Regions from separate parts of the Mus musculus genome. Here all the other regions are linked to region 5. The links are chromatin contacts, called in public HiChIP or PLAC-seq and promoter capture Hi-C maps. All regions are on one chromosome and are shown on one strand. The core of a region is the stretch at or near the end of the contact, and the rest is flanking DNA. Distances in the headings are between cores, read along the strand shown.

What was found. Promoter capture Hi-C pulls out the DNA fragments that hold promoters and counts their contacts. HiChIP or PLAC-seq counts read pairs in DNA pulled down with a chosen protein or histone mark.
Region 1: a contact with region 5 is called in an H3K4me3 HiChIP or PLAC-seq map of the 230-238 cell line, with 10 read pairs. The contact joins the enhancer-like site here to the promoter of Fbxo4 in region 5. A contact is called at or near these places in 2 of 39 promoter capture datasets (liver and pre-B cells), 1 of 484 Hi-C or Micro-C datasets (pre-B cells) and 4 of 115 datasets of contacts at active chromatin or transcription factors (the 230-238 cell line, embryonic stem cells and large pre-B cells).
Region 2: a contact with region 5 is called in a promoter capture Hi-C map of neural stem cells. The contact joins the enhancer-like site here to the promoter of Fbxo4 in region 5. A contact is called at or near these places in 11 of 39 promoter capture datasets (the 3T3-L1 cell line, 3T3-L1-derived adipocytes, cranial neural crest and 7 more), 1 of 15 datasets of contacts at CTCF or cohesin (the NIH/3T3 cell line), 16 of 484 Hi-C or Micro-C datasets (3T3-L1-derived adipocytes, adipose-derived mesenchymal stem cells, cerebellar granule neurons and 13 more), 5 of 115 datasets of contacts at active chromatin or transcription factors (astrocytes, cardiomyocytes, extraembryonic endoderm stem cells and 2 more) and 2 of 9 other capture datasets (embryonic stem cells and liver).
Region 3: a contact with region 5 is called in a promoter capture Hi-C map of liver, with 3 times the contacts expected there. The contact joins the enhancer-like site here to the promoter of Fbxo4 in region 5. A contact is called at or near these places in 14 of 39 promoter capture datasets (the 3T3-L1 cell line, 3T3-L1-derived adipocytes, the C10 cell line and 9 more), 10 of 484 Hi-C or Micro-C datasets (the AML12 cell line, the C2C12 cell line, cerebral cortex and 7 more), 7 of 115 datasets of contacts at active chromatin or transcription factors (astrocytes, extraembryonic endoderm stem cells, fibro-adipogenic progenitors and 3 more) and 4 of 9 other capture datasets (adipose tissue, embryonic stem cells, liver and 1 more).
Region 4: a promoter capture Hi-C map of frontonasal cranial neural crest shows a contact between it and region 5. The contact joins the enhancer-like site here to the promoter of Fbxo4 in region 5. A contact is called at or near these places in 9 of 39 promoter capture datasets (the 3T3-L1 cell line, cranial neural crest, embryonic stem cells and 4 more) and 2 of 115 datasets of contacts at active chromatin or transcription factors (astrocytes and extraembryonic endoderm stem cells).

The regions. Positions count from the first base shown.
Region 1 is chr15:4,814,359-4,818,284 of GRCm38.p6, forward strand. No RefSeq gene overlaps it. Among named protein-coding and RNA genes, the nearest start is that of Mroh2b, 82 kb to the right of the region's middle. Within about 2 kb of position 2,578, at least 89 of the 459 cell types and tissues checked have an H3K27ac peak or open chromatin away from gene starts, as enhancers often do. A contact at or near this core is called in the 230-238 cell line, where this site is marked.
Region 2 is chr15:3,342,015-3,346,186 of GRCm38.p6, forward strand. All of the region lies in intron 5 of Ghr (growth hormone receptor), which reads right to left. The region is part of intron 4 of Gm41254 (a long non-coding RNA gene); the gene reads left to right. Among named protein-coding and RNA genes, the nearest start is that of Ccdc152, 41 kb to the left of the region's middle. Within about 2 kb of position 2,662, at least 24 of the 459 cell types and tissues checked have an H3K27ac peak or open chromatin away from gene starts, as enhancers often do. A contact at or near this core is called in cerebral cortex, forebrain, neural stem cells and 1 more, where this site is marked.
Region 3 is chr15:3,226,880-3,230,950 of GRCm38.p6, forward strand. No RefSeq gene overlaps it. Among named protein-coding and RNA genes, the nearest start is that of Gm52192, 13 kb to the left of the region's middle. Within about 2 kb of position 1,507, at least 44 of the 459 cell types and tissues checked have an H3K27ac peak or open chromatin away from gene starts, as enhancers often do. A contact at or near this core is called in adipose tissue, hepatocytes, liver and 1 more, where this site is marked.
Region 4 is chr15:3,386,717-3,391,154 of GRCm38.p6, forward strand. It overlaps Ghr (growth hormone receptor), which reads right to left. Exons shown (of 11, transcript NM_010284.3): 3 at 1,932-1,997. Among named protein-coding and RNA genes, the nearest start is that of Ccdc152, 85 kb to the left of the region's middle. Within about 2 kb of position 2,530, at least 25 of the 459 cell types and tissues checked have an H3K27ac peak or open chromatin away from gene starts, as enhancers often do.
Region 5 is chr15:3,978,292-3,982,505 of GRCm38.p6, forward strand. It overlaps Fbxo4 (F-box protein 4), which reads right to left and starts at 1,282. Exons shown (of 7, transcript NM_134099.2): 1 at 951-1,282. The coding sequence starts at 1,133. AW549877 (expressed sequence AW549877) reads right to left here. Exons shown (of 6, transcript NM_145930.3): 6 at 3,744-4,214.

The DNA.
Region 1 (3,926 bases), core at 1,328-3,827, 840 kb after region 5:
AAATAAAAACTGTAATGTTAATAAGAAGTGCCCAGAGAAAAGGACCAATCACAGGCCTTGGACGAATGGTGTGAACATAGTGAATGAGAGAGATAGCTCACATCCTGGTTGGATGTGGGCCATAAGGCCCATCAGGGATCACAGGGGCCCAGTTCTGGAATCTTGCTAGGTTAGGAGAGAGTATTCTACTGCCTCAAATTTTTATCTCACCATGCAGCAACTGTTGGGTACTTTGGGACTTCACTCTAGTTTCAGCTTTCTACTAATCGCCATCAAGGAACCGAGTCCTATGGAGAAGGGTTAAGTAACACCGGGCTCCAAATGATTGTCTGTGGTGCCTCACACTGTCTCTTCCCTTGAAGCCCACACTTCCAACTGTGTCTGCCTGTTGCCCCCACAGTGCTCCAAGGATGAAAACCAACTCTACTGTGTAAAGATAGGGTCATCGATGCGTGAGAAAACAGTAAACATCTGTACGCTGGGAGCGGTGAGGTGTGCAAACATAAAGGTGGAAATACTGAACCCTGGGAGGTGCCCAGATTAGCGTGCCTAGTGATAAGTGAATTTACTATTCAAAAACAATGCACAAGAAGTGAGGAAACTGGATGGGAATGCAGTATAATGATACATATGTTCAGGGATGTCATAATAAAAAACTATTACTTTGTATAATCTAAAAAAATTTGTAAGTCATTATACGTAGAGTAAACTGGCATAGTCATAAATTGCTGGGCAAAATTCTCTTGTGTCGTTCGTTGTCATACTGTTACTCTTCCACCCCCTCTGCCGTTTGATCATCCCCTATCTAATGCCAGCATCTGTTGTCCTGTGTCACATTTCTGAGTCAAAATGCCTTTATCAATTGAGCAAACTGTCTCACATTGCACAAAGTACATAGAGACATCAGAGGACCTTTGAAGCCAGTGAGAAACACTATTGTCACAATTAAAAGTAATAAAAATCCATAGCATTTTTTCAACAGAACAGACAGAAAGCCAGAGAGTCCATAATAAACGTCACAAATACCCAACTTTCGTGTATTCATTTCACAAACCACTTCTCAGTTTGCACAGTGTAGCAGGGACTGATCCGGGTCCTAGGAGGTACTGCTGGCAACCACCGCATTCTTTTAAGAATGCCTAGTTTTGAGATGAATCACACACAACACAGCTGACCCTGATCTTATAGTTGATGTCAAAACCTTAGGGTCTTCCTTCTCCTTCCTCACCCTACACAGGGATGTGTAGACGCTGCTTCTGTAAGTCTCCAATGCAGGGGAGTGGGGGGTGGACACCCACTTCAGGCCACGAGCCACAGCCACCTGGTAGAAATCTTCCTGCATTTTGCATATTAAATGCAGCCCTTCCTCCTCTCGTTAATCCTAAATCCTTGACAACATCATAAAGATCTTGTAATACAAAATGAGAAAAAAATGAGCAGGAAAGGCCCTGAGAAAACATATTTTCCTAGTGTAATTAGAGTTGAGTTGGCATCTCCTCTAGGATTCACTGGTCCATCATCCTCCCACGCAAGCCACCCATGGACTTCTGGCACTGAGAGTAGAGAAAGCTTGTATGCCTCCTACCCTCAGGCTTCCTGAGACAATTCAAGAATAAGATCTGTTAAATAGGACCACATCCCAAAGTAAGAGTCAAGAAGCTTTCTCCAAAGCTGACTTGGCTGCTCTCCCCTACAAAACAGATCTCAGAGAGGAAAGGAACCCCATGGGGGAGGGGAGATGGTCCCCCAGGAATCTACATACAACATTCATAGTGGTCATTTAATCCCTTCCTCTGAAAGAAAGGTGAAATTTCAAGACCTGTAAGTCATATAAAGTACTCAGAAATTGCTGGTTGTTTGTGAGCCTAGAGGCTGCCTGGGGCTGAGAAAAAAAGAAAAACAAACCGGGGCATGCCCCATAGTTAAAACATTCCTGGGAACAGCTTGACCATAGAGATAAAGAGGAATGTGAAGACATAACAGGGCTATCTGAACTGAGTCAATAGCTCACAAAACTCTGACATCCTGCACGTACATGTAATTTTTCTGCTGATGTTTGAATAAGCCAATAGTGTGTCACTATGCTGAATTCCACACCCCTAAACCCCTTACCCCATAAAAACCCCTAGCTTTCGAGCCTCGGGGTGGAATCCACTGTCTCCTGCATGAGATATGTTTCCACCTGGAGCTCTGCCATTAAACTGCCTCCTGTGTTTACAGCAAGAAAGGATTCTCGTGTTTCTTTTTGTGCTCTCTCTCTCCCGAGACTAGAGTGGGGGTCCCCAAAAGGGGGTCTTACACCTCTCTTCTGGGTGAAAAAAAAGGAAGATACTAAAAAAAATCTCTTCCCCACCTCCAAGCCACTACCAAAGCCACCAAAGGAGTCATTTGTGAGGCAGGGGCCACCTACAGTTAAGAGTAAGCAGGTACTGCAAGAAACCACTGAACACAGCCATTCTCTGTGGAGAGAAAGATCAGTTTTCATAAAAAGAAAGTGACTGGCTGCCTTGGACAGTAGAGAACAGAAGCCAGCTGCAATCACTTGTGGTGTTACACCGGGACCTGTGGTGAGGAGCAGCTGCTCAGAGAGTGGAAGTGCTACAGCTGTGGTCAGAAGTGTTTCAAAGTTAGCTGGAAGCTGTGGTCAGGAGCATTCAGCTAAACCAGCAAAGGCTTCTGAAAAAGACTTTCTGTTTCTGTTTCCTTGGAAAAACCGCGCTCCATTGGGGTCGACTTAGAGTCATCCTCATCAACACTGCTGCTTTGGAGGCCACTTCTCTACGACCTAAGAGTAAGGGCCTGGCATGTGCTGTGGAATGTCAGCTCTGCTGTTGGTGGTGGGGTTTCTAAGAGGGTCCTGAAAATACTGATCCATGTCAACGCATTTCCCCCTTCCTTCCGCGAGCTCAGAGCACTTCCTGTTTAGTATTGAAAGCAAGATGCTTTCAAGAATGGCTGGGCATGAGGAATCCTTCCTCTTCTGGCTTCCAGTAATTGCCAGCAGTCCTTGATATTCTTTGGTTTGGGGATGCATGGTTTCTATCATAACCCTGACCAACTCTTCTTTTTGCAAATGCCTAGATCCAACTCACCCTCTTCTGGGACTCCTTCGGGCACCTATATTCACGTGTACAAACTTGCACAGAGACACACATGTATACGGATCATTAAAAATAAGGACAAACCTTTTAAAAGTATTTCCTATTTGTTGTCCGTAGTATAATCAAAGATCGGGCCAGCAATAATTATTATTTTGATTAAAAATGACTCACACGTACTTTAAAGTATTTCTCTTTTCCTTGTAACTTTTTCCTTTCAGTGAGGACAAGTTGATCCTTTAGCTCTTTGGTTACTTTGTCTCCAAGAACTTTTTAGTGCTCTAACCCATTAAAGTCTGCATTAAGCTAATTTGCATACCATTTATCAGTTGAATTCTTCACACTCTGATATTAATATTAATATGGCAATTTAGTACAATAGGTGTTAAGAGCTACTAATAAAATTATCACCAGGAAGCAGAGAGCAGCAGCCGAGCATATTAAATACCTGGAATTTAGATTGGGAGTCTCCGGCTCTGTCCTAAAAGATTAAATAAATTCTAGGTCAAAGGTAAGAAGTTTCTCCTCTGAGGCTAATGAAGATGAGTGCTAAGCATCTGTGTGTGTTGCCTGGGTGGCTGAAAATTAGATCGGTTCTTTTTAAATATAGATTTTGAGTCTGTTGACTGTAATATGCTGACAAAATAAGTGACCTCCCCGACTGTTAAATTTTGTTAGGATCAGAGTCACTGAAGGCACATGATCTCAAATTTCAAGTACTCTAGTGGCATGGTGTTTCAGCCTGACAAAGGGTTGCTTTTTCAATCTTCAGTAAATATGACATTTTAGGTAGGTTTTTTTTTTCCTTCCCTTTCTACAAAGGACTTC
Region 2 (4,172 bases), core at 1,412-3,911, 630 kb before region 5:
TGCTTGGCCAGCTAGTCTAGCCAATTGGGCAAGGCTCCAGGTTCAGTGAGAGACTCTATCTTAAACATCAAGAGGTGGGAAACAATGAAAGATGACACCAGCCTCGGCCTTCTACATGACATACATATAAACACACATCTGTGCACAAGCATGTACATCTTATATGAACATATACAAACACACACATTTGTGCACACATATGAACATGTACACACTCAGACAGACAGACACACAGAGTGACAGGAGTGACTCTGGGCAGGCACAGGTGCTGGTGCTGGCAAGCTAGATGCGGATGAGAGTTTTCCACTGGCAGGATGTGCTGGCGGCAGTGGGCAATGAAAACCCAGGCTGGGGGGAAGGCAGGGCCTGAAAGGAAGGCATGGAGAGCCCTGAAGTCAGCTGCATTTACAGTTCCTTAACAGCTGTTTCTCAGGCTAGTTATTTGGTACTAGGGACTCACATAGAATCAGGGCCATTGAGACAGCTGCTCATCAGCTGTTTGAATACACTTGAGATTAACACAAGAGAGAATTCAGAATTAGAGGCAGGGAACTGTTGCTTACATTCCGGCTGAGATTCTTAAAAGCTGCGAGCCCTTGGGTGGAAAGAAGCCTCCGCTATCACAGGGGAAGTAAGTAGAGAAAAGCTAAGGTTAAGATAAAGTATGCTTGTGCAGGCTTGTGCACCATGCTGTGACAGCGAACAGTCAGAGACAGGTGAGTCATTGAATGATTCTGACATTCAAACTGAGTGTGAACTAAAAAGTTCTACCCAAATTGTCCAGAGCACTGGGCATTCTATTGCACATGCCAGCAAGATTTTGCTGAAAGAACCCTGATATAGCTGTCTCGTGTGAGGCTAGGCCAGTGCCTGGCAAATACAGAAGTGGATGCTCACAGTTAACTATTGGATGGAACACAGGGCCCCCAATGGAGGAGCTAGAGAAAGTACCCAAGGAGCTGAAGGGGTCTGCAACCCTATAGGTGGAACAACAATATGAACTAATCAGTATCCCCAGAACTCGTGTCTCTAGCTGCATATGTAGCAGAAGATGGCCTAGTAGTCCATCATTGGGAAGAGAGGCCCTTTGGTCTTGCAAACTTTATATGCCCCAGTACAGGGGAATGCCAGGGCCAAGAAGTGGGAGTGGGTGGGTAGGGGCGCAGGGGTTATAGGGAACTTTCGGGATAGCATTTAAAATGTAAATAAAGAAAATATCTAATAAAAAAGATAAAAACAAAATAAAACAACAACAACAACAACAAAAACCTATACCAGCGAAGACATCAAGTGCACTTTATGTGACTAACTGTGTCAGTTTTAAAAAGTAAGTCTTAGGATGGTGCAAATATCCAGGGCAGCTAGTGGTCAGCAGGTCTGCGTCTACTATAAGGAGCCACCTAGCTCCGTTGTGCTTCAGTTTCTGTGAGGTTTTCTGACATTTGACAATGCAAGTAGTCCTGTTCCTGGGGCTTGTATGTGAAACCCTGGTTAGGATTTCTAAATCCATCAGTTCCACAGGACATAGCTCTTATAAGAGTTAATCTGAATGTGAAGTGTGTCAGGAATAGCTAGTTGAAAACACAACTCCCAATCTCAGGACCCCCCATCCCCATCATGGTTTTTGAGACATGATTTCAGAACAGCTGTGTAGTCCTAGGTGTTCTGAAACTTGCTTTGTAGCCCAGGCTGGCCTTGAACTCAGAGATCCACTTACTTCTGCCTCCCAAGTGCTAGGACTAGACACATGCCACCATATCTGGCTAAAATGGATCTTTTAAGCTAGTAAATCTCAGGCCAAACCCGAATAACCTCATGAAACATGAAGCCACTTGTCTGCCCTGCATTCCGTACAAGACGTAAGGTGCTCTAAGGCAGCTACTTTTCTTCTTCTTTGCCCTCAAATGAAGTTCTTTTGATTTGCCACAGACTACCTTGTGACGGGAGTAAGGACCATAAGAGATTTCATTAAAAATAGAAGAGTGAAAGCAGTATTTCTCTCTAAAGGTTTTCATTGGAGTAAAAATAAGGAACAGAGAAGTCATGCCCCAGTACAGGGGAACACCAGGGCCAAAAAGGGGGAGTGGGTGGGTATGGGGGACTTTTGGTATAGCATTAGAAATGTAAATGAGCTAAATACCTAATAAAAAGTGGGAAAAAAATTAAAAAAAAAAAGAATAGTGAGAACCAAAAAAATAAATAAATAAATAAATAAAATAAAACCAGATTTCAGGCCCACAAACATTAAATAATTCCAACTAAGTGATGTCAACTGTTAACTACTATGACTGTCTCCTTCTACCAAGGCTACTGTGTCATTTAGAGTCCCTTGAACCCACAGGCCATACTTATATCTCACCTCTGCCTGGCATAAACTTCAGGGAAGGATATAGCTAACCAACCTCCTCTAACAAAAAGGAGACAGATTAGTCGTCACCCTACATCCCAGTGAACTGAATCTCAAATCCTTTAGGATGAAGTCTGATGATAATATTTTTTTCAGTTAAAATAAATGGTAAAAGGAGTGAAAGGAAAGGCTGATGTTACCAGGTTTCAGCTTGCTCCAGGAAGCCTTCCCAAAGCTCGGCCGCACTCAGCAGAGTCTCTTTCTGGCACAGCTCTGCTTTGCATTCAAACCCAGTTGCCTTCAAGTGCAGAGGCAGGATTTGGCAGGATCTCAATCACAGGGCTTCAGAGACTGCTTTGAATCAGCTGCTTTCTTAAGCTAGGCCATCTCCTCTGCCAGCTTACCTGGCTAGGAATTGGGTCCAAGCAGAACACATGCAGGCTTGTGCCTTTCTGTCCCGCTGACAGCCCAACGTGCTTAGATTCATGTGTGCTTTGGATTCCAAAAGCAGCCCAGACACACTACCACATCTGCTGGTTCTTTCTGCCTCCACAGACTATAAGTGTTGAATTAAAGTATGCTGTAGTGTTGTGGGTGAGGGATGGGAGGAATGATTCTATAGTTTTAGGAGTTGCCTAGGAACAAACTCTCAGACAAAATAGCAAGAGTTGGAAGTTCCCCCTGTGCCTTTGTCTCTGTGTAGTTGGGTGCTGAGAGCCCATGCATCAGTACAGATCCATTCTGATAGACTAACCCTTGATTTTACATTCAATTCTCAGACAAACAGGGCTGAGGACTTTTGTGGGTTTGGCTAGAATATTCAAAGTATTTATGGTTGGTTTTTTTTTTTTTTTTTTTTTTTTGTAGAGAGAACACAAAATCCTGATTTGGGGTTTTGGTTTGGCACTTCATCATGAGTTTGTTTGTGTTCATGGTATTTAGGGAGATGGGGATATTTTTCTCCTGAGATTCTAGGTTCCACTAGAGCTAAAACAGGATGTTCTTTTGCATATGTCGGAGATATTCTTTTCCCCCGGTCATACTTGCAGCAGATTTCTTGTTAGTTCCCAGGGTGAGTGCAGACTAGGGATGCTGGGAAGATTGGGATGTGAGGAGGAGACCTGCAGACAGATACTGTGGCTCTGACTGAAGAAAGTGAGAAACAAGGATGGCTGTGAGGGCTCAGTGTCTCTGGATTCATTCTTTGGCTCACAGCTAGGTTGGGTGACTGACAGGAGGGTAGAAAAATCATTTTCCTGGATTAGAACTGATTCAAGATGTTATCCCACTGCTACTTAGATCAGTTTGGTCAGTGGTGCCTGTATGAAAAACTTCTCATTTGTTTTGATGGTGCTAAGCTGTCTGAGCTACCGAAGCAAGGTGTAAAGATGACATCTAGTGAGTTTCTCTCTCTTTTCATATTAGAAATAACAGAATCAATTCATACATTTTCAAAAGTGTTCCCAAACACTTTAGCTCACATCTGAGTATCTGTCTGTCTGTCTGTCTGTCTGCCTGCCTCTACTTTACTGGCCCATACCTCTTTATAGTATCAACCTCAAGTTAAATAAGTAGTGCGTTTGGTTCCAAACTACCTCATCTCTGTGTGCCTTAGGCAGGGGTATGTCTGTGGTGCCTTTCATAACTAGAAGATGGGTAGAGTCAGTCTTTGTTGTTCACTTAAAGTTTTTGTTGTCTGTAAATTAAACACTCAGGTAGGCATTAGAAAGTTCTTATAGTCTATTAATAAGCATAAGCAATAAGGAATTACTTTTTATAGTTTAGGAATCTGGGTTCTATATCATTATTGTTTTAAATTATTATT
Region 3 (4,071 bases), core at 257-2,756, 750 kb before region 5:
TGGCCTCTGATAGCTCCCTTATAATCTTGAGTTTAGCTAGCCTTAGATTTATCTAGGTCATGAAGCTAACCAGAAGTCCCTTTTTCTGACTTCTGATACCTTTTGACTCTCTTCAGTGATTTGAAATTCAGTGGCTGGTTACAGCTTGATCAAGGATACAGGGAACCAGCATTAGGCATCTGCAGTGCTTGTGGCTCACACTAGCAATATTCTGTTCTGGGTGGAGATCTGGGAAGTTCAGTTAGACCAAGACTAATCCAGGAACTAAAGCTTGGATCTGGATTCAGGCTCTTAAAATCCAGTTTTAAAAGGTGGACATTGCAATACCAGCCACCTTTCTCTAGAAATTTTAGGTATCTTTCCAGCCTGAGTCTAGGTTTTTAAGTAGTGGCCTGAAGAGGGCTGTCTAACTTGAATAACTCTTTAGTCTGCTATGAGTTGGCTGTTACCAATCCATTTGCTTCTGAGAAAGTTGTTGCTCAGAGAGTTTAGGTCAGCTGCCCAAAGTTAATCATCTGGTAAAAAGCAGATTCAGTGTTTTTGATCAGTTTTCCCCACAGCTATTCCAAAGCTATTTACCATAACCATGCTTTATTAGCTAGGAATGAAAGCATATGTTGCCATCAGATGCATTGTATGGATGGGGTTTGCTAACAGAATATTTGTTTTAAGTAACCTGGAAGATGTGTTTATGAGTTCCTAATTCTAAGTGGGCTCTTTCACCAGCCATCTTGCATGTGCCCCAGCGTGGTAGGTCTTCACTAGCTTCAGGAGGGAACAATGCAATAAACTAAGCTGTAGTTTTCAGATTTTTTCCTCTGCCAGCCTGGCGTGTGTATTGTGTTTCCTTTCCTCTGTGGTGCCAGCAGAGGTAGGCTTCAGATTCCCCTGTTTTCTCTTTTATGGTTTGCATGTGGAATTACAGCCCATTAAAATGCCATTGCCCTTGCCTCTCTTGCTTTCTGAGACAGTGTTACTCACGAAGGCAGATTCAACCCTCCTGCCTCCATCTCCCAAGTATTTAAATTCTAGCACCCTTTCCTCATTAGGAAAGTACTAAAGAACCAATTTGTCTACCCGAGAGGTTCAAGAGCAGCTTTTATCTGCACTCTGGCTATGCAGCACCACATGACTGCCAGCTAATTTCTCTCTCCCCTTTAACAACAGGTTCTTGTTTGGGGTAATTAGCTCTAAGTGAGCATCTAATTGGTGAGGTTTCAGGATTTCCTCCTCTCTTGGTTACTTTCAACACCGTAGGCCAGTAGCTCAAGTCTCTTAGCTTTTAAATGTTATTAAAAAGTATTGGCTTATTGGTTATCTGATTGTGCTAGCTATTAGTCTAGAGTAGTGTGTCCTCCGAAGTTGTTTTTCCTGGTTTATGAGTCCTTGGAAGATTGAGATCCATGCTTATTAATTTCCTGTTTTCATCCCAGGGCCAGAATGTGATCTCAGAGTGGAGCTTCCTCTTCTGAGGTCCAGGATAGAGGAGGGGTGACTCCCGAGAGGAAACAGAAGCTTATGCCAAACTCAGGGAGTTGGTTCATCCTGTCTCACTGGGATGTGTGTGTGTGTGTGTGTGATTTTGAGTATAAGATCTTAAATACTTGGGAGCCTGTGGGAAGAGGGAGGTAGTAGGTAAGATTTAGTGCCAGGATGTGCTTTGGAAATCAGGGTTGGAGAGCCTGTAGGCCAGACCTAGTGAAGGTGCACAGAGGCAGCCTGACCCAGCACACTGGCCTATCAGACATAGCACTTTATGTCTGGTGAGAGATTTTTACTTTCATTTTCTAAAAAGTTACTAACTCCAGGTTAGCTTTGATATTTTAATGAGTGGATGATTCTTCTTTTCTAAATCATTTCTGACATTTACATATTTATTTTGTTACAAGAGGGGACATAGTGTAAACATAAGCTAAGACATATTTAGTCCCATGACATCACTGATACCCAGCTCATGCCAGAACACGGGACATGCAGGAACTTGATCAAGACTTCCATATTAAGTTTCTTCCAAAGCAAGAGTGAGAGAGAACAACTGCTCTGTCTCTGTTATAAGGGTGTGGTGAGGGTTAAAATGGCTTCATCCATGCTTTCCAATGCTTATCAAGAGTCTGCTCTGTGTCTCCTGTGTTGTAGGCAGTGAGTTTCTCAGCGGGCAAGACCAACAAGGACCATGCCAGCAAGGCACTTACATTGCAATGTGTTTTCTCAGTTATAGCCTTCCCTGGAAGTCCAATAGGGAAAACAAACAGAAAGGATGAGAACAGGGGCTAAAGTTCTGCTTGCTTATCCCAACTAAGCTTCCCAATGGACTTTGGAAGGTCTGCTTGAAACTCGAATCAAGAGATATCTTCGCACTCGTGACGGCCATAAGCTGAGAACCTGAGTCACTCCCAGGTTTGCAAGTTCTCCTTGTGCTAGCTGCTGCTGTTGATGCTGCTCCGGCAGCCATTCCTGGCTGTGGCAGCTGTGGTGAGGGTTGGACTCTAGCTTGCAGCTGCCCCTATGTCTGAAGCTTTGTCTTGGGCTCCTGAAACCTCCCTGTTTAAAGGTGGTATGGGATACTTTTTTTCCTTGATTTAAGGTGGAACAGCTCAAAGTGACCTTGGAGTCAACATGAGGCTAAGCTTTGGCTGGACTCATGGTTACCTGGCTGATCTGCCTGCTTTTCCTGTTGTCATGACTCCATACGGGTTTCCCCGGTGGACATTCCCTGGACCATTCTGTCTTATCATTTGTTCCATAAATTCATAAATAACCCAGAGTCAAGAAATGTCTGGATAATGAAACAAACAAACAAACAAACAAAAACCAAACAAACAACAAACAAACCTGAGGTTAAGCACAAAGATGTGTTACCAACTTCATGAACATTCTTTCTTGAAACCACCCCCCCCCCCCCCAGTTCTTTAAGGTCCTAGGCAAATAAGAGCCTTGTTCTTGTGGTGAGGAGACACAGGGTTTGGGAACAGAGGTCATGTCTTTGGGCTTTGATCATGTGCTTCCATCTTTTACTGAAGTTCAGGTGACTTTGTGAGTCATGAATAGATGTACTGTCAGAGTTCTCTCTGAACTGCCCCATTCTTTAGTGTGGACCCTTTACCCATTTTTCAAGAGACTGAGTAAGATTTCTGTGAGGCTGAGATGTAGGTGAATTACTGGATGAACTATTGTTGCTTTTTGTTTTGTTTTAAATTCACTTGAATACTTGAAATTTGTGCCTTGGGTCATATTTTTAGTTCCAGGGACAAGATAGAAATATGCAAAGCAGAACAGTTTGTTTTTTATAAATTGTTTATTTTAAAGTGATTTTTAACAAAAACAACTAGACGGGGGTTTTGCCTGAAATAAACATTTATATTATAGGAAAACAATCTGGTGGTGCTTTATAGTATCTGCTCCATCAGCTCTGGGTAGGGAGACCGTCCACAGGACAGCGTGGTTATGAGAAGAGAATTCAGCACGAGTTGGAAATCTTGAAAAAGAGCAGAATGTTAAGTAAGCAGCAAATAACAGAAAAATGTAAGTCAGAGGAGGGCACAGAGAAGAATGCCTTTTGTGCTCAGCCTGAAGGGGAAGGCAGGACCCAGTCTCTAGTCAGAGGAGAAGGAGAGTTGCAACTTCAGGAGCAGTGACTGGTGTTCCTAGTGGCCTTCAGCAAAGGAATGTGGCCATGCCAAGCACAAACACAAGACAGGCAGCACCAGGATAGATCTTTCTCCCCTCTTCTCTTTCAACCTCCTGCTTGTGCCCTGCAAGGGCCGAACTAACTAGGAGCTCAAAGTAAAGAAGCCTTCTAGGATTCAGGCCTGGGAAAGGGCAGAGAGGTCAGAGGTCTAAAGAGGGTATTCTGCAAGGTGATGGCAGAGTCAAATGAGCCAGTCACAGATCTTTAACAAAGCCAGCAAGTTGGCTTCTAGTCAGGCAATACTTTGGCAATGAAGATCAAAAGACAGTTCAGAAACAGTCTAGAAACAAAATCCTTACATGTGATGTGGCTTTTATGTTCTAGGAAGCTAGAAAGCCCAAATGTAAGGATGTGTAATATCATTGTTCCTTATTCCTGTGCAG
Region 4 (4,438 bases), core at 1,280-3,779, 590 kb before region 5:
TTCTTAGTGTATTTTATGTTGAACACTGCTAGCTTTACAGATAACACTACTTCAGTAGAAAAGAAAAAGATATCCTTGCTATAATCAGGCTAGTATTTGGCATGGGGTAGGCTTTAGCATCATGTACACATCCAGTTAAGTGTTTATGGTATAGTGTGACAGACACACACGTAAGGTGATGTGAACATTTGGACTATCTATCCTGAATCATATTCTCCTGTGTGTTCTGTATGGACTGTGCACACTGATAAACACATTGTTTAGCACAGGGCTAGCTTTGTCAAATCTTCTCTAGGATAAAAGGAAGATAATGTTTAATAAAGAAAAATAGGAAAGGATGGACTATTTCCTTGTGTGAAAGTATCAGAATGCATTTTCTAGATCTGAACAACCGGTCTCCAGAGTTCTTATTTGTCACAAACAGGAAATCATTACATTAGAAATGATAGGTACTCATCAGTCAGGATTAAACCTTGGATTTTGACTAGAGGTAATGGTTAAGCTCCTCACATTTTGTGAGCTGATAGAGAAAATGGCTTGGTGAGATCATGCTTATCAGTTGAAGGGAGATCCGAGAGCAGTGTGTACTGTAGAGGATGGTTCCGATGCTCTGCTTAGGCCACCAGTGAGCATCCTTTCTCTGCCCTGTCTTCCCACAAAAAAGAGCAAGAAGGATGTAGCCTTCACCAATTGAACGGCTACTGCATAACTCAAACATAATTCACACACGGCCTCCCCCTCTATAGCCTCTTATACTTCTTAGAGAACATATGAACATCTTTGACCCTTCCAAACCAGCAGAATCAGAGGGGGTATGCTGTCTGGCACACATGATAAATAGATGAGGTTTGCTGAACATCTTACAAGTCCACACTTAGGGGCACCTCCAAGGGAATGATATTTAAACCTCACATCACAAATTTACTGTGTAATTTACTCATGCAATTCAAATTGTGGTTTTATGACACTCATTATAAACAATTAGCAACTGCTTAAAATTAGCTAGGTATCCCCTTCTCTCTTCCTTTTTTTTTTTCCTCTTTTTTCTTTTCATGAAATGGCATCTAGTATATACTCTTTCAAATAAAAAAATCTATTCCTATAATGTAATTAAACAAACTCCTACTAAGATTTTTAGTGATGTAAAGGAGTTAAGAAGAGCATAAAACATGACCATTGAATTAAAGGCACAATGTAATTAATTCCTATAGTCCATACACTTGATTGTATTTTATATACACACTAAGCAGGACTGAGGTGGAGAACTTTGGGTCCCAGCACCCCCACCTTACCAGTGGCTTTACCACTAATCAAAGTAAGCACACATAGAAACATACAAACACACAAGTAATCAAGATTTCAGGAGGTAAATGTTATCATTGAACAATGGACAAAGTTCCATAGTAGAACAGAAGGCAGGAAACCTAGCCTTGGAGGATTTGTGGAACCTTTTTCTGTGAGCTGAAGGTTGAGTTTGGTATTGTAGATAAGGGGAAGATTAGCAAAGACGGGGGGGGGGGGGGCGGTGTTCGATGACATGTAAAAAATAGGCTGCTTATATGAAGGCAGAATTGTGAGGTATATATGTAAATTTGGTTCGGGAAATAAATTCCATTTTTTGCCAATGCAAGCATTATATAAATACTACCAAATATCAACAACAATAATGTTAAAAACAAGTTTGTAAAACAAGGCATAATAAAGCCTTCTCTTAACCTGCAAGCATAAACAAAACAGAAAAATAAACCATGACCTCTATACAGAAATTGAAACATAAATCCTGAAAAATACTTTTTGCTTATAAAATTCAAACGCTGTCACTTTTCCTGTTACCAGTATCCCAAAGAGAGAAAGAGAAAGGAGAGTAGTTTGAATTATAGTAACATATGGAAACCATCAGTGCAAGTTAGTAGAATGACAGAAATTCTTACTTGTCCCCAGGCTTGGATTGATTCTTTGCAGAACTGGGGAAGCTTTGCCAAGAGTAGCTGGTGTAGCTGAAAAAGAAAGAGAAGAAAATCATTAGTCATCCCTGTAGAAAAACGATCTTCTGTGACCCTGTTATAGTGTCATTTTTGTATAATAGGCTTCCATGCCAACCCCCCCCCATTAAAATTAAAGCTGTATCTATGCATTAAAAAGAGCTTGTAAAGTCAGAGCAAATGGAAGCCTTTTGGTTGTCATTACCTCAGGTCGCATGCCCAGACACAATACAGAACAATGAGAACAATTCCACCATCTATCCTTTGAGTTCAAACTCAAGTTTCCCTTGTGCATAGGAAGGAGAACACAGGTTTCTTTAGAAAAATACAAATCCCACATTTAATTAAAAAATTATTTTTGGAAATACTATAAGTGAGAACATTCCTGGGCATGGGGAAAGAATAAGGGGAAGGGCAAAGCAGAACAAGTGAGGCCCTGGAGTTTTTTGAATAGGCAGCAAGTGAGTCAATCATTGTAATACAGCTGGGAGCAGGCTGTCTGGAAGGTAGGCAATAGTGGAAAGTGCTCAGTAAGGCTCCTTCCAGCTGGGTTCCTTTGCAAAGGCCCTAGCTACAAAGAGTCTGACTTGTTGTCTGGTCTTGGTGGAAAGTGTGTAAGAGGACTGGATAGACCAGCTCTTGTTACTACACAGAAACAACAAATACTGAGATTTAAATGAAAGCAAGGGAAGCTATGTGTGACACTGCTAAATCTATATTTAGTCTTCCCACTGTATTTTAACATATACATTTTTAAAATATTTGTAATACTCAGAGCGATGAGTCTTTTCATACACTAATGAGTTGAGTAGTGGCTGGGGATTTCCTCCCTCAGGATGGAAGCTGGCATGGGAAAAAACAGATTTATGGTTGTAGAACTGGAATTTTTTTCAGTGTTATTCAAAGCCTCTAGGGAGGAAGGAGGGTCTAATGGCTAAGCTCATCACCAATGGTCAGTGGTTTAATAAATGTAGTCAGAGAATACAACATTCACAAAAAATTGATAGTATGAGTTCAGAAGCTTTCAATTGGTTGATAACCTGGAGATGCTTAGAGGGCACAGTGGCTACAGCATGTTCTTCATATGTTATGGTTTCAATATGGAATTTCCTCTAAGGGCCCATGTGCTAAAGCTATGATCCTCAGCCTGACACTACTCAGAGGTGGTAGGAATTTGAAACATAAAGGTGAGTTAGGAGGTCTTCCCATCACTTGGGGGTAGGGGGGTGGGGGACAGTGATTTTAAAACAAAACCTGGACCCTTAGCAATTTCTTCGTCCCAAGGAAAAGTGGTTTCTCCACATGCTGCTGCTACAGTGTCCTCCATTTCATAGGCTCAAAAGCAGTGGAACCAACCACTCATGCTCTGGAAACTCCAGAGTTCTCCAAACCTGTGAGTCAAAATAAACCTTCTCTCTTCATAAGCTGATTGTTTCAGATATTTGTTACAGTAGCAGAGGCTTATTAATATAATACCTCATTATCTGTCTCCTTTGTGATGCCCTCAGTAAAAAGCCAAAGTCATTAATTTAATGTCTGAGTTCTGTGAGCTGGTGTAGCAAATTCATCAACTCTAATAAATGAGTCATGGGAACCAGCTTGAAAAAAAAAAGACATTTCAAAACTTTAGTACAGTCTATTTATAAATTATAGCAAAGAAATCTTTCAGAAGTACAGTATATTACATACATTTGTCATCTGAAGTAGGAAGCAGTTTTGTGGGGCTGAGCTATCAAGATGAGTGATGTGAAAGTATCTGTAGGTAGTTTGCATGGGAATTGAATTGTATTATAGGATGTTCCCTCTCACCTCGGTATTAGCCAATTGTATTCTCACTTAACATTTTGGTGACCAAAGGGCACCCAAGTATTCTGTTTTCAAGAGTGTGGCCAGACACATTATGTTTGTTTTCCCCATATTCTCTCAGACAACTGATAATATTGTCTTAGTGGAAGGCCATACACTGGGTACTCTGTCTCACATAAAACACAGGGAAGAAAAAGAAAAGAAAATATGGGCACATCAGTACTCAGCACACACTTCACAGCTCTGCCTACATAAACCAACATACACAGGTGAGACCCCTCCCTGCCTCACTCACCCTAATCCCCCTGCCCTACCTGATGGGAATTTCAGCTAGCAGCTGTAGGCTGTGCCCCACCCTGTCAGAGCTCCATCTTCCTTCTGGTCCACCCCTACACCTGAAGCAGATGCAGATCAGCACTCTGTGCCCCACCTCACAGCTCCACCTGCCTTCCAGGAAGTCAGCTCCAATCTGACACTCATAACTCAGACTGCCTCCCAGGAGGCCTGCTCATACCTGAGACACACAGCTCCACCTTCATCTGGGAGGCCTGCTTCAACATGGGACACCCAGGCCAGCCAACACCAGAGACAACCAGATGGCAAAAGGCAAGTGCAAGAACATAATCAGTAAAAGCCAATGCAATATGGCA
Region 5 (4,214 bases), core at 32-2,531:
TTGTTCTTCAAAAATAAATGAGTGTCAAGTGGAGATTTTTTTCAAGCTGGAGAGATGGCTCAGAGGTTAAGAGCACTGGCTGCTCTTCCAGAGGTCCTGAGTTCTATTCCCAGCAACCACATGGTGGCTCACAACCATCTGTAATTTGGATCCAGTGCCCTCTTCTGGTGTGTCAGTGACAGTGTACTCACATATACATAAAATAAATAAATAAATAAATCTAAAAAAACAAAGTGGCGGTTTTTCTGATTTTATCACTAGATCAAATGAAAGCATGTGAACCTGTCATTTGAATTTCTCTCTATAGAGTATTAATCAGGTTCCGAGGACACCTGAGAGAAGCTTGGAGGTAACCTAAGCCTGTGGCTTTCATTTAGAGTGAATGTCAGTGGGATGTACTAATAACCCAACTGAGATAAAGGAATTGTCATCAACAATGTATAATCTATTTATTTATTTATTTATTTATTTATTTATTTATTTATTTTATCTTTCTCTGAAACTTTAAATTGCATGCATCCTCTTTGCAGCCTGACCTAACTTGAGGTACTTGTAACTTTACTGGTTTCAATTATGTGGCAGTTTTGTTGCTTTGGATATGTCAGAGTTGCTTGCTCTAGGCGACCCCCCCCCCCCCCTAACTGGAATACATTGACTAGGGATTAAAATGTGCAGAAGAAAGACACTGGAATGCCTTCCAAGCTAACCCACTTCCTTCATCAGATTTCCAGACATCCAAATAGGATGACTGACAACCTGTGGGTGATCTCGCTGGTCATTAGTGAGTGTTGTAGTGCGACCTTGGTTGGCAGGGGGATACCAAGAGTTACCATCAAGGCAATCCTGGCCACTTCACTTCCAGGCGAGCACACACCCGGAAGTGGCTGCCCTGCCGGCCCAGGCCCCCGGCCTGCGGCGGTCTCTGTGCGCGGCCTGCGGCCTCGGCTCACCGGCAGCCGCGTCAGCGCGCTCGTCTCCTCCGCCGCCTCCTTCCGGGAGGCCGTCGGCGTCGCCCGCTCCTTGGCCACCGAATACCAGAAGGTCCTCCAGCCGCTCAGGATGGCTGCCTCCAGGCGGCCCCAGTCGCTGGCGGGCGGCGGGGAGCCGGCTCCGCGGGGCTCGCTTCCAGCCATGGTCGCAGGCTCCGCGCGACACCGCGGGGCGCACGGGCTCCCCAGCCGCTCGGCCTCCGCCTCCGCCCCGCTGGTACGACCCGGGCTGGTCGGTTGGGCAGGGCTCCAGGCCGAGGTGGCCCGGAATGACTCACCCCGTTAGCCCAAACCCTCCCACACTACACATCCTCCGGGTCCCTCCCTGCCTCTGTGCGTCACCACAAGGACCTGGGAGCTAGGGCTTGTTGAACAGCCACCCTTTTTCTGAAATCTTGCTTCCCCTTAAGCGTTAGATATTAAGTAGGCTGTATGTGTGCTTCTGTGTTTTGGAATCAGCAATCTACCACTTGGAGTTGAGCAAAAACTGAGCCCGTGGAGGCTATCAGGAGCCTTATGTGTTATTAAAGATAACCTTGGCTGACTAGAACATCGTGCTGTGGAGAAACTATTGTAGATGGGAAGCCAAAACTGCCTCAAGCGTAGCTCTTTTAATATTAACTTCAATCTGGTTTTGGTCTAACCTCATGAGGTTGGGTGAAACTTGTAAGCTTTGCTTAAAATTTTATTTAACTACATGTATGTGGATATATGCATGAGCACTCAGGTTCCAGCAGAGGCCACAGGCATCACAAACCCTGGAACTGGAAACCACACCCTTGAGAGCCACCTACTCAGGCCCTCTGAAAGAACAGTACATTCTTATAACTGCTGAACCATCTCTCAAACACCTGCCCCCTTTACCGATTTTAAAGTAAATAATGTTGTAACATCTGAAAGCCAGGCAAGATGTAGCCAATTTTATCTAGGCTGTGTACATAATGCCCTCATCAGCGTAGGTGGTATATGTATTTGATGTATGGTCTTTGTTTTGTGGCTATAATAGTTCTTGCAACTGCTTCCACAACTTGGTGTGCCAACCTGAATCCAATCTCTGGCCATGGCCACTCACATTTTGCTTGCATTTACTTCCTCAAACTCCATTATTAGGTATTTTCTACCAAAATGGTGAGTTTAAGCCCACGACAAAAATGTACATACACTAAAAAATTGTTCAATCAATGATCTATCATAAAAGGTCAGAAGAAAATTTGATAGGAAAGAAAAGCCTGGATGTGGTACTATTAAAAGCCATTAGTGAATTTTTAATCTTCCAAAAGTGATGTCTATTCTAGTAACTTTAATCATAATCAAAAAGAAATTTAAGAAATGAGAGGTAGGCTATATAACAAAATATTATATAGCACTGGATATAGTTTTAGGAAAGACACAAATACCTATTTGGTAGCAGGTTATCAGTCTCTTTAAAGTAGATTACCTCACTTAATCTAATCCCCAAACCCATTCCACATCTAGACTTCATCACGGGAATACTTCGGATTTAGTAGTCACGTGTTAAATTCTTTAAAATCTTTTAGAATAATCTAGTAAGGATCACCACGTTATAACCTGAGGTGTAAACCTTGTTCTGGAGAACATGGAAGATGGGCGGAGCCCACATAATCTATCTCAAAATCACTGTCAACCTTTAACCACTTACTATTCCAAGATGGTTTGTTTGTGTTTTGCTTTGTTTTTTGTTTTTTGGGAAAACAGTTAAATTTTATCATCTATATACAACTGGTTTAATATCAATTGTCAAAACATTCTACATCTAGTCCATAGGATATTTAAAAATTAATACCATTTTACAATCTTCGAAGTAGAAGGCAAAGGCCACATCTTTTAAAAACACGCTAGGCTACAGGAAATAGTTGCTAGTATATAAATATGAAAGTAACACAGCAATAGCTGCATGTAACAGTACATAATGCTCAGTAGTGGACCCTAGACACTTTTCACAAGGGCCCTTCATTCAAAATGCAGTACCTGAAGCTCCAAATGAAAAGTAACAGACATTCAATAAAGCTGGAAGCTGGGCAACTGAGGGTCTGTCAGAGCATACATTTAAAAATGATTATTCTTTCCTATGACATTGCTCAGCAATGAGTAGGTCAACCACTTGCTCAGATTATCAGGACAAGGGGAAAGACTTATGAATTAATTACTTATATGGCCTTTCTCCTCTCTAAACTGTGTTTTGTATTCAGAGAAAGAAAATTAGCATAAGTCATTTTAAGTATGAAGAAATGAAAATGCCACTGCTTTTATATTACAAGGAAATGTGACTTATCTACTGAGCGAGGAAGAAATCAGCTTCATTATAGAATTGTTAAAACATGGCTCAGTACTAAGAGCTCCTCCTGCTTTTGCAGAGGATAGGAGTTGGGAGTCCCTCGCACCATCAGGTAACTTATAACCATCTCTAATTCCAATTCCAGGGGATCTGAGACTCTAGCCTCCACGGGCATGGGCCACATGCACCCACATGCACACACACACACACAATTTATACATACTTAAAAATAATTAAAAATATATACTATTTAAAGACAGAAAGACTTAGCAATTGACACAGTTCCAGTTAGGAAATGACAGGGTTGTGATTTACCTCAGGCCTTCTAGTTCAAGAACTCACAATCTGAATCATTATGCTACTCTCTTTGAAAGTTACTAGGACCAGAAAGAAGGTATTCATAAATTAGGACAGAAAAGTGATGCAAGAATAAAATATAAAAGAAAGTAAGAAACAAGTAGGGGGGTTTCGTTTTATTTTATTAAGTATATGTTCCAAAACACTGTAGCTGGAACATGTCACTAAAATTTGCAAAAACAAAACTAGGAAACACCGGCATAGTACATAATGAATACTTTTAATCCTGGCTATCTTAAGCTTATGTAGACATAATACTTTTATAATCTATTTCCTTTTATAGTAAATGAATGAAGGGTAAGTAATACTAGAGGACTATTGAATCCTGGACTCTGTGACAGATGAAATATCCTCATGGAGTTATAAAGGGGCCCCAGGAGACAAGCAATCTACAAGCAGACCAAGTTAGTAGCGGTGGGTATTTAAAATGTCATGAAGATAACTGGAAAACACCTTCAGACACAGTTCATACTTTAATGAACATCACAAGACTGAGCACAAGATTGTGAGGCTGGGAATGTATCTTTTATGGTGGCCTCTTAGTCATGACTTTCACCTTTTTCCACTGTAAG